2 separate regions of the Macaca mulatta genome follow, and region 1 is linked to region 2. A link is a contact called in public Hi-C data. All regions are on one chromosome and are shown on one strand. Each heading gives the region's core, a stretch centred on a gene start, on an enhancer-like site or on the middle of the called end of the contact. The rest is flanking DNA. Distances are from core to core; before and after follow the strand shown.

The links. Hi-C and Micro-C count contacts between places; a contact is called where the count stands out from the background.
Region 1: a contact with region 2 is called in a Hi-C map of fetal cortical plate, with 3 times the contacts expected there. The contact joins the promoter of WDR89 here to the promoter of PPP2R5E in region 2. A contact is called at or near these places in 2 of 14 Hi-C or Micro-C datasets (fetal cortex germinal zone and fetal cortical plate).

Annotation. Positions count from the first base shown.
Region 1 is chr7:136,737,180-136,741,656 of T2T-MMU8v2.0, reverse strand. It overlaps WDR89 (WD repeat domain 89), which reads left to right and starts at 1,617. Exons shown (of 6, transcript XR_013396312.1): 1 at 1,617-1,689. LOC144330280 (a long non-coding RNA gene) reads right to left here. Exons shown (of 2, transcript XR_013396313.1): 2 at 1,666-2,595.
Region 2 is chr7:136,633,791-136,638,007 of T2T-MMU8v2.0, reverse strand. PPP2R5E (protein phosphatase 2 regulatory subunit B'epsilon) reads left to right here and starts at 2,913. Exons shown (of 14, transcript NM_001266743.2): 1 at 2,913-2,967. It overlaps LOC114679579 (a long non-coding RNA gene), which reads right to left and starts at 2,939. Exons shown (of 1, transcript XR_013396306.1): 1 at 1,359-2,939.

The DNA of each region.
Region 1 (4,477 bases), core at 368-2,867, 100 kb before region 2:
GGAATAAAAAGGAGCATGAGCTTGTAATCCCAGCACTTTGGGAAGCCGAGGCAGGAGCCTCGTTCGAACTCAGGAGTTCGAGACCAGCCTGGGCAACATAGCAAATCTCTGTCTACACAAAAAATACGGCCGGGCGCAGTGGCTCACGCCTGTAATCCCAACACTTTGGGAGGCCGAGGCAGGTGAATCACAAGCTCAGGAGTTCGAGACCATCCTGGCTAACACGGTGAAACCCCGTCTCTACTTTAAGTTTGTGTTACATGTAAAGTAGGAAAAAAATACTAAAACTTTTCGAAAGCGAAAAGTCTACTCAGGAAGTTTTTTGTATTTATTAATGGTTTTACTTTTGCTAGACACAAACATGAAATACTGCTAAATTAGCTCACAGAAGAGTTCAGGATTCTATAGAGTCAGAAAAAGCCTGCCCTAAACTGTTTTAATAAAGGCTGAAAATAGACATTATAATACAATCTTTAATAACATACAATGTGTATTCCTCCTGATGGTGGTCATTTTAAGCATAGCCCTATTTTCCTGTGAAGACAGCAGCCAGTTCTGCTTCATGTCATATCAACACTTGACTCGTGTAAGCAGCTGCTACCCATGCCATCGCAGTACACATAATCCCTAAATGTAGGGTTCAAATAATCGTAAATGGACACTAATATGAAAATCTGACTGTTTTGTTGTAACAGCAAAAGTTTTAGAAATAAATAATTTTAGTATCTACTTAGTAATCAGGAACATACAGCATAGAGCCAGGCATAGCAGTAAATTGTTGGAAACACTAACATTTATTGTTTACGAACATACATGCAGTGTTTACACACTTCTTAAATGTTGTCTTTAATGCTGCTGATAAACCAAAGGATAAAAAGTCCAACGGAACACAACAAAACCACAACAAATGTCAACGGGTGTTATTAACAATATGGAAGAACTCTAGTAACAACCACATTTAAAGCGACAGGACGCGAAAGTTCCGGACTACAAATCCCAGAGTTCCCTAGAGTCGAGGCGGAGCTACCTTCAAACTGATAGCTTTTTCACCCAATGAGAGCCAGAAAATTCCTAAACCACATTCAGCCCGGCCAGAAGGGCTGGTTTCTTGGCGTGCGAACACTAAGGTAGTCTAACATTACGTAGACTTTCTGAACATGAGTGGCAGTTTCAGGGCCTAAGTCTAACTACTAAATTATTTCTCCCCGCATTAGTCTCCTAGTGACATTAATAACTCTCTACCCAACTCTAGCTCGGTGGAAACTCGAACGTCTAAATGCTAAAACTGACGTACATCAGTACCAGCGGATAAATGTAGTCGACCAGGGGAAAGGCGGAAACCGCCTTATTCTTGCCCTTTATTGGCCACGCATCCCACCAATGGGGCCATTACACTTCCGCTAACGAAATGTATGGCGTGGTGGTGTGAGAGTTGTACGTACGCTGGGTCTACGAAGGGGCAGCTGTTCTGCTCTCATCCAATCGGAAGCTAGCAAGAATTCCCCGGGCCTCTATGCCCCACAGCTTTCGCGTCGCGTTACGGCCCGCCTCTCTGCAGCCGACCAATCCTCTTGATTTTCTTGTGCGCATTACCCAATCAGAGAGGTCGAGGCGGGGTTCCAGTGGACCGCTCTAAGCCGCCGCGCAGCCTGCGTTTTCTCCGGTACAGGTTGAGGGCTGGCACCTGAGGTACATTTTGCTGGGCCAGGCTGGGCTGGGTCCCCGGGATGGGCAGCCCTCTCGACGAGCGGCGATGCCGTGGTTGAGTCTAGAAAGCTAAAGTCGCTGGACATCTATCGCAGGAGCTAGGAGGGACGTGGGAGGTCTGGTCGGAATGTGCACGTGTTGGAGGTCTCGCCTCGCAGTGGGAGTCACCGGGTCAAACCTGCTGGCCCTGGCCAAAGAACCTTCTGCGGGTGAGGCTGCTGTTGCCGTTGCGGTTCCCAGCACTTCCTCTGGGGCATTTTTCAGTAAAAGCCAAACGCCCTTGTTCATTTTCAGGGAAAGACGTGTTTCCTCCTGCTCTTCACTCTCCGCGGATACTCTCTCCACCACCTTCTGAGTTTAGTATAATCCTTTCGTAGGCCAGAAAGCAGATTTTCTCTTGGGAAGAGACGTCCCATAGTATGGGATTTGGTAGGATACCAGCAACTGGTTTATTATATTGTTTAAACCACATGGCTATCTAAAGAGGTAGGTACTGTGAGTGTTCTCATTTTCACGGGAAGAAGCAGTGTTAGACGTTACTCATTCTTGTGTTTTCTTTAGCTTGTCTCTGCCAAAATGCAGCCTTCAGCTTCCATGGATGTAAAATTAAAAGATGGTATAACTTGTAAAATGTTGCTCCTGTTTTTCTCTCTTTTCTTTTCTTTTTCGTGATGGAGTTTCACTCTGTCGCGCAGGCGGGAGTGCAGTGGGGCGATCTCGGCTCACTGCAACCTCCGCCTCCCGGGTTCAAGCGATTCTCCAGCCTCAGCATCCCGAGTAGCCGAGTTTATAGGCTTTTGGCACCACGACCGGCTAATTTTTGTGTTTTTAGTAGAGTCGGGGTTTCACCATTCTGGTCAGGCTCCTGACCTCAGGAGATTCACCCGCCTTTGTCTCCCAAAGTGCCGGGATTATAGGCGTGAGCCACCGTGCCCGGCCGTTTTCTTTAGTAATTTGAAATTACTTAAAAAGTCAATAAAAGCCTGGCCGAGTAAAACAATAGTGACTTTACTTTTTGAAATTGTTTAAAAAGTCACTAAAAGCTATGGCCGAGTAAAACAGTAGTAACTTGCAGTCAAGTACGGTTTAAGTGAGAAATCCTCTGAAACATTTATGGACCGCTTATCTTTTTGCTGAGTATTCAGGAAAGTATTCCCTGTAAATGCAGCTATGTTACGTATCTGGTTTGTATTCTTACCTTAGATTGCTGTAGCTATTGTAAAGCAAAAGTAAAATCAAGCCCATGTAAGTACTTTGTGGGTTCTTTTCTCTCACTTTGTATTATGATCCATGCAGGGTGTTTCTCCAGACGGGACTGCGGTGGCGCAGTCTTAGCTCACTGCAGCCTCGAACTTGTGGGCTCAAGTGATCCTCCTGCCTCAGCCTCCCAAGTGGCAGGGATTACACACGAGCCACTGTGCCAAACCCATGAAGTTTTTGAGTTGTGTTTTTGTACTGAAGTCATGACTACTTTTTCTGCGACTGACACTATGAACTACAAATACGACTGAAGATACTACTGCTTTTTTGCTTTTCCCCTATGTGTTTTAAAGAACTACATTTTCAGTGATTTCTGTGTATTTAAGATCTTTTCATTTACTCGGTAGAAAATACAGGAGAATTTTGATAAATCTGAACTGGAATGGTCTTTATGTTAATTCTGTTCAGTATTTTAGGGCAGATTATGTACAGATATTGCTAAACTGTCAGAAGGCTGTATTTAGTTCATATAGCTACTGTCACAAATTACAACAAATTTAGTGACTTCAAATGACACACATTTATTCTTTCTGCCTTTGTTTCTTTTTTTTTTCCCTTTGGTGAAAAGTACACAAGAAAGGGGAATGCAGATGTACTCAAGAGAGTCACCTCTTCCTTTTTTTTTTTTTTTTTTTGTAGAGATGAGGTCTCACTATGCTGCTTAGGCTGGTCTCAAACTCCTGGGCTCAAGCAGTCCTCCCACCTTGGCTTCCCAAAGTTCTGGCATTACTGGTATGAGCCACCATGCCCAGCCTCATTTATTCTCTTTTAGTTCTGGAGGTCAGAAGTATGAAATCAGGGCCGGGCGCGGTGGCTCAAGCCTGTAATCCCAGCACTTTGGGAGGCCGAGACGGGCGGATCACGAGGTCAGGAGATCGAGACCATCCTGGCTAACACGGTGAAACTCCGTCTCTACTAAAAAATACAAAAAACTAGCCGGGCGAAGTGGCGGGCGCCTGTGGTCCCAGCTACTCGGGAGGCTGAGGCAGGAGAATGGCGTGAATCCGGGAGGCGGAGCTTGCAGTGAGCTGAGATCCGGCCACCGCACTCCAGCCTGGGCGACAGAGCCAGACTCAGTCTCAAAAAAAAAAAAAAGAAGTATGAAATCAGTTTCACTGGGCTAAAGTCAAAGTGTTGCAGGCCCAATTCCTTCTGGAGGCTCTGAGAGGAAGATCCATTTCCTTACCTTTTTCAGCTTGTAGTGGCTGCCTGTCTTCCTTGGCTTGTGTCTCTTTTTCCACACAGCACATCACTCTATCATCATATCACTTTCTCATCTGTAGTCACATCTCCCTCTGCCTCTCTTATGAGGACACTTATATTAAGGACCCCCCAGATAATCAGGGATACTCTTTCCATCTCGATACTTTTGTAAAGCCCCTTTTTTCATATCATGAAACAGTCATAGGTTCCAGGAATTAAGACCTATGTATCTTTGAGGGCCAATGTTCAACCTACCACAGGAAGGTATAAAGAAGAGTAAAACATCCTATGCCGTAAAGTTTCATAG
Region 2 (4,217 bases), core at 1,664-4,163:
AAGGACTCTTAAGAGTCATTTGTCTGTTTTATGAGGGTTAGTTTAATTTAATTTAGATAATATAATCAGTAAGCCCATTTAGTTGAATCCAGAAACTGCAATAAGTAACTGCAATAAGTCATATGTGGTCAGGGGCTGATTGGGTGGGCCCACCACTGCCAACCCCTAGGAATGGGCAACTCCCAGTTTCCCTAAGGACATCTCCTATGCTGTTCTAGGCCAAAGCACCATTCCATGTACTGAGGGCACAGCCATTCACTCTATATAAAATAGTAGTTGACCGTAATGCCTTTTAGATTAAAATTAAACGTAAATATATTTCCTAATACTTTCTTTTACTGCATCCCAAATAGATCGTCTTGCACTATTCTTGGAGTACCCAAACCCCTGGGATACATGGGAGAAATTACTGGTCCAGAGAACAATTTCTCACATAGGCAAAGATGTTTCCATTTTAAAAAACCTGCTCATTTCAGTTGCTCAGCCATTTTATAGAAAGTGAAATGACTTTGAAATGAATTGTCTTTATAGAGATCCATAATTTGCAAGCAAAATCCCCACTCTGTGACATGTTCTAAGCAACAGCTGTGAGAATTTCAAACGTGCACTATGCTTTTAACAGTTCAACTGTTGCCAAGGGAAATTGAATTGGCTTCAAAATCTTCCTTGGTTTTAATTCTGCATTTACCCTCAATCAAAGATAGAAGAAACAAGTCCTTGGGTGGGACACTGAACTTTCATGAAGACTGTACAGGATATTGAGATATGGAAATTTAAGGTTCTTGAGGGTAGGAACCAGACTGCTGGTATTCTATAGTTCATACTTAGTGGTAATGAACTTTATCACGGCAAAAGTGGGCACTCGCCATACAGTGGCCAATCATCTGGAGTCAGTAGGGGGAGCCTGCTTCCATCTAAGAGTCATCTTTTCGTTTTCCATTTCAGTTCAAAGCAGGAATATTTTTATCTTTCATGGCACAAAATTATTTTTCCACTCAAGAGCCATTTCTGGGAGTGTGCAAAGAAAATTTCAAAACTCTAGTGTTTAACAACACAAACAGGAGAAATGCAAATGCATTTTTCGTTGTCACTTGTACATATGGTACATATAGTTTTATTTATATATAGCTCTATTCCCTAAACGTATCGAAAAGATGATATAATGCTGAGGGAAAAAACTAGGCTACAGATCGACACACATTATTAATATAAAAACTACTAGAAGGAAGTATGCAAATACTGTAGTTGGTTATCTCTGAGTTGAGAAAATATGAATGTTAAATTTTTTTGTTCCTCCCCTCCCCATTTTCTAAGTTTTGAACAATTGGTACTCTGACGTTTGTAGCTAGCATTAATAATTTTTCTTTTTTCCTCTCAAAAAATGTATGTAGGATGCATTCAAATAACATTAATCCAGGAATATTATCTGGAAATGTACCATTTGGCCGTTTGCATTCACCAAGCATAAAAACACATCTCCAAATATCTCAGCACTTGTTCTAGATAGATTTAAGTAGTCTTCTCCATTAACTCTTTCGGGTCCAACTTGCCAATTAAAATCTTGAAACTCCTAGTTTGGAGCTGGGTCTTTCCGAGCTCTGAGCACTCGGCTGACGGGGGCGGGGGGGAGGCGGATATTCTGAATGAATAGATAAATAGACTGCAAACTGTGGCGACAGCGTTTTCCCCACCTGCATTAACTAAACCAGCGCTGGCCTCAACGCTCCAGGGGGCTGATATTCAAAACAGACGTTTAAGGAAAAGGAGACGAGGTGAGAGAGAATTCGAAGGTTCAGCGGAGAGCGACTGCTGGGGGTTTCAAGGGACCCATTTACACAACCAGTGGCGCACCGGCGCGGGCCGGAGATCTTATTCCTGTCTACGCATCGCAGGGTCCCGTCCAGAGTGGGACTCCCCAAGCCCTGAGGGGCCACACTAGCTGCAGGGCGGGATCAAGTCTCCAGGGCTCCCCCACTCTTAGCCGACCCATGCCCTTGGAACCCTCTGGTCCAAGATGACCGCCGCCAAAGGCTCCGCAAAGCACGGAAAGCCAGCCAGCTGATCTGCTAGTCTTACACCTCCCGGAATTTAACAGCTCCTCTCAGGCCCAGCGGCTTCCCACTTCAGCCTGCCCCACCGCCGGGGCAGCTGCACCGCCAGAGATCGCGGCTGCATCCGGGTCCCTCACGCTTCGGCCCAATCCTCGACCTCCTCTCTTCCCACTCTCCTGTTTCTCCGCCCTCCTGCCGCCAATCCCTGATCAGGTCTCAACCGAACATGCTGTCAGGGGAGTGAAGGCGGATACTGGCCAATGAGGCCTCGCTTCCCGTTTGAAGTCTCCAGTGGGCGGGCGCCGGAGGCGGGCGCTGCTGGCCAGAAGGTTCGGTTGCGCGTGTGCCATGGACTCAGCCGCCCGGTGATATTGACAATAGGAGAGAGAAAGGGGCATTGACGGGGACCCACCGCGGGTAGCGAAAGGTGGCTCTGGCAGCGGCGGCTCCAGCTCCTGCGGCTCCTCCTCCTTCTCCTGTCCCCTTCTCTTGCTGCCGCTGCAGATCCAGTCTTCCTCCCTCCCTTCCCCCCCTCCCCACGTCGTCGCCGCCGCCGCCGGGTCCGGGGCAACGAGCTGAGGCGCCGCCCGCCAGGAATGTGAGCGAGGAGCCACCGGCGGAGCCGCAACGGGGTCGGTGCCGATTTGATGGGACGGGCCCGCGGGGGAGGATCGTGAGGCCGCCGCCGCCACCGGAACGCTGAGGTTCGGGTCCGGCCGTGAGGCCTAGAGGCTCCGCCGCCGCGGAACCGGAGGGACCCTGCACCGGACAGCCGTCGCCCCGGGCTCCCTGCAGCTGCCCGGACCTCCCCCTGCACGTCCCGGTCCCGCCGCCCGCCCCCGCTGCGGCCCCCTCGCCCGTCTCCCGCCCCTCCAAGCCACAGATCATCTTCGGATTCTTCCCCAGAAGCTTCAAGGTAACTTCGTTCCTCCAGCACCGCGGCTCGCCCGCTTCTCTTCTTCCTCCCGGTCCTCCTGGGGGACCTATGGGGCACCGGCCTTGGGAAGGCCTGGCCGGGCAGGCGAGGGGTGCGGTGAGGTGGGGTGCAGGAGCGGGAGCGCCCGTCCCACTTGTCTGATTTACCTACAAATGCTTCTGATGATGCCTCACATTCACTCTGCCCCCTCCCCCCTTTTTCTCCACCTTCTGGGATTGGAGGCGTTTTCTTGCTCCCCTTTATGAGGAGGATTCTCTAGCAGCTTATCTTCTCCAGGGCTTGGGGTGTGGGTTAGGAGCAAAGGGTGTATATAAGCATCCCCACAGACAAACCCCTTCCTTGTCTTTCCCTACTTCCCCTTACCACCTTTGGATTATCCTGAGCCGTGGAAATGCCCTGTGCCTGATGATTAGAGGATGATAAAGCTTCGGGCGCCCTGGCCCAGAGCGAAACCTGTTTCCCTGGGCTTTGCACGGACCCGCTGTTACCTTACGTTCAGTTTTGCAATGCTTCAGGGTTGCGATCCCTGATACTTATTCTGGGCCTCGGGCATAAGGGGTAAATGATTTTTTAAAAAGCTACCTATATATCATCTGTAGGGATGAGAGATGAGAGATAAAAAGAGACAAAAAGAACGATGGAGGAAGAGGATTTACTGAAATTTTGTAGTGTTAAGAGTTAGAATGAAGTCTAAATAATTCACATACCCGATTGGAAAATCGGCCCCTAAATTTACAACGTACAAATAAGATGTGGAGCTTTTGGCTGATGCAGTCATTTTGATATTTTAAAGTGATCTTAACATCTGTAGTCATTCATAGTTTGTGATTCTGTTTTGTATCCATCACATTATATTAAGGCTAAATTAGGTGGATTTTTAAAAACTTTTTTTTTTTAAGAAAACCAAAGAAGACTTCCAAATTCCAAACGTCAACATCATATGTGTGTATGTGTTTTTAAATATTTTTGGTTATTTTTTCATTGTCAAAATCCACGTAATCCAGGTAACTTTTTGTTCTCACGTGTTCAGGAAGAAATTCCCTTACTCTTTTATTTAGAAGTTAAAAACCACTTGTCTTGTGTATTGGAATGACAGGTGAGTAATTGCATTTCAGCATTTCCCCCATATGCATTATTTCTATCCGAGTCTGCCGTTAGTCTTGCATGGAACCTCAGTGCCATGGAAATGATGGCATCTGTTTAAATTGGTGAATGAAATTAAGCTTAAC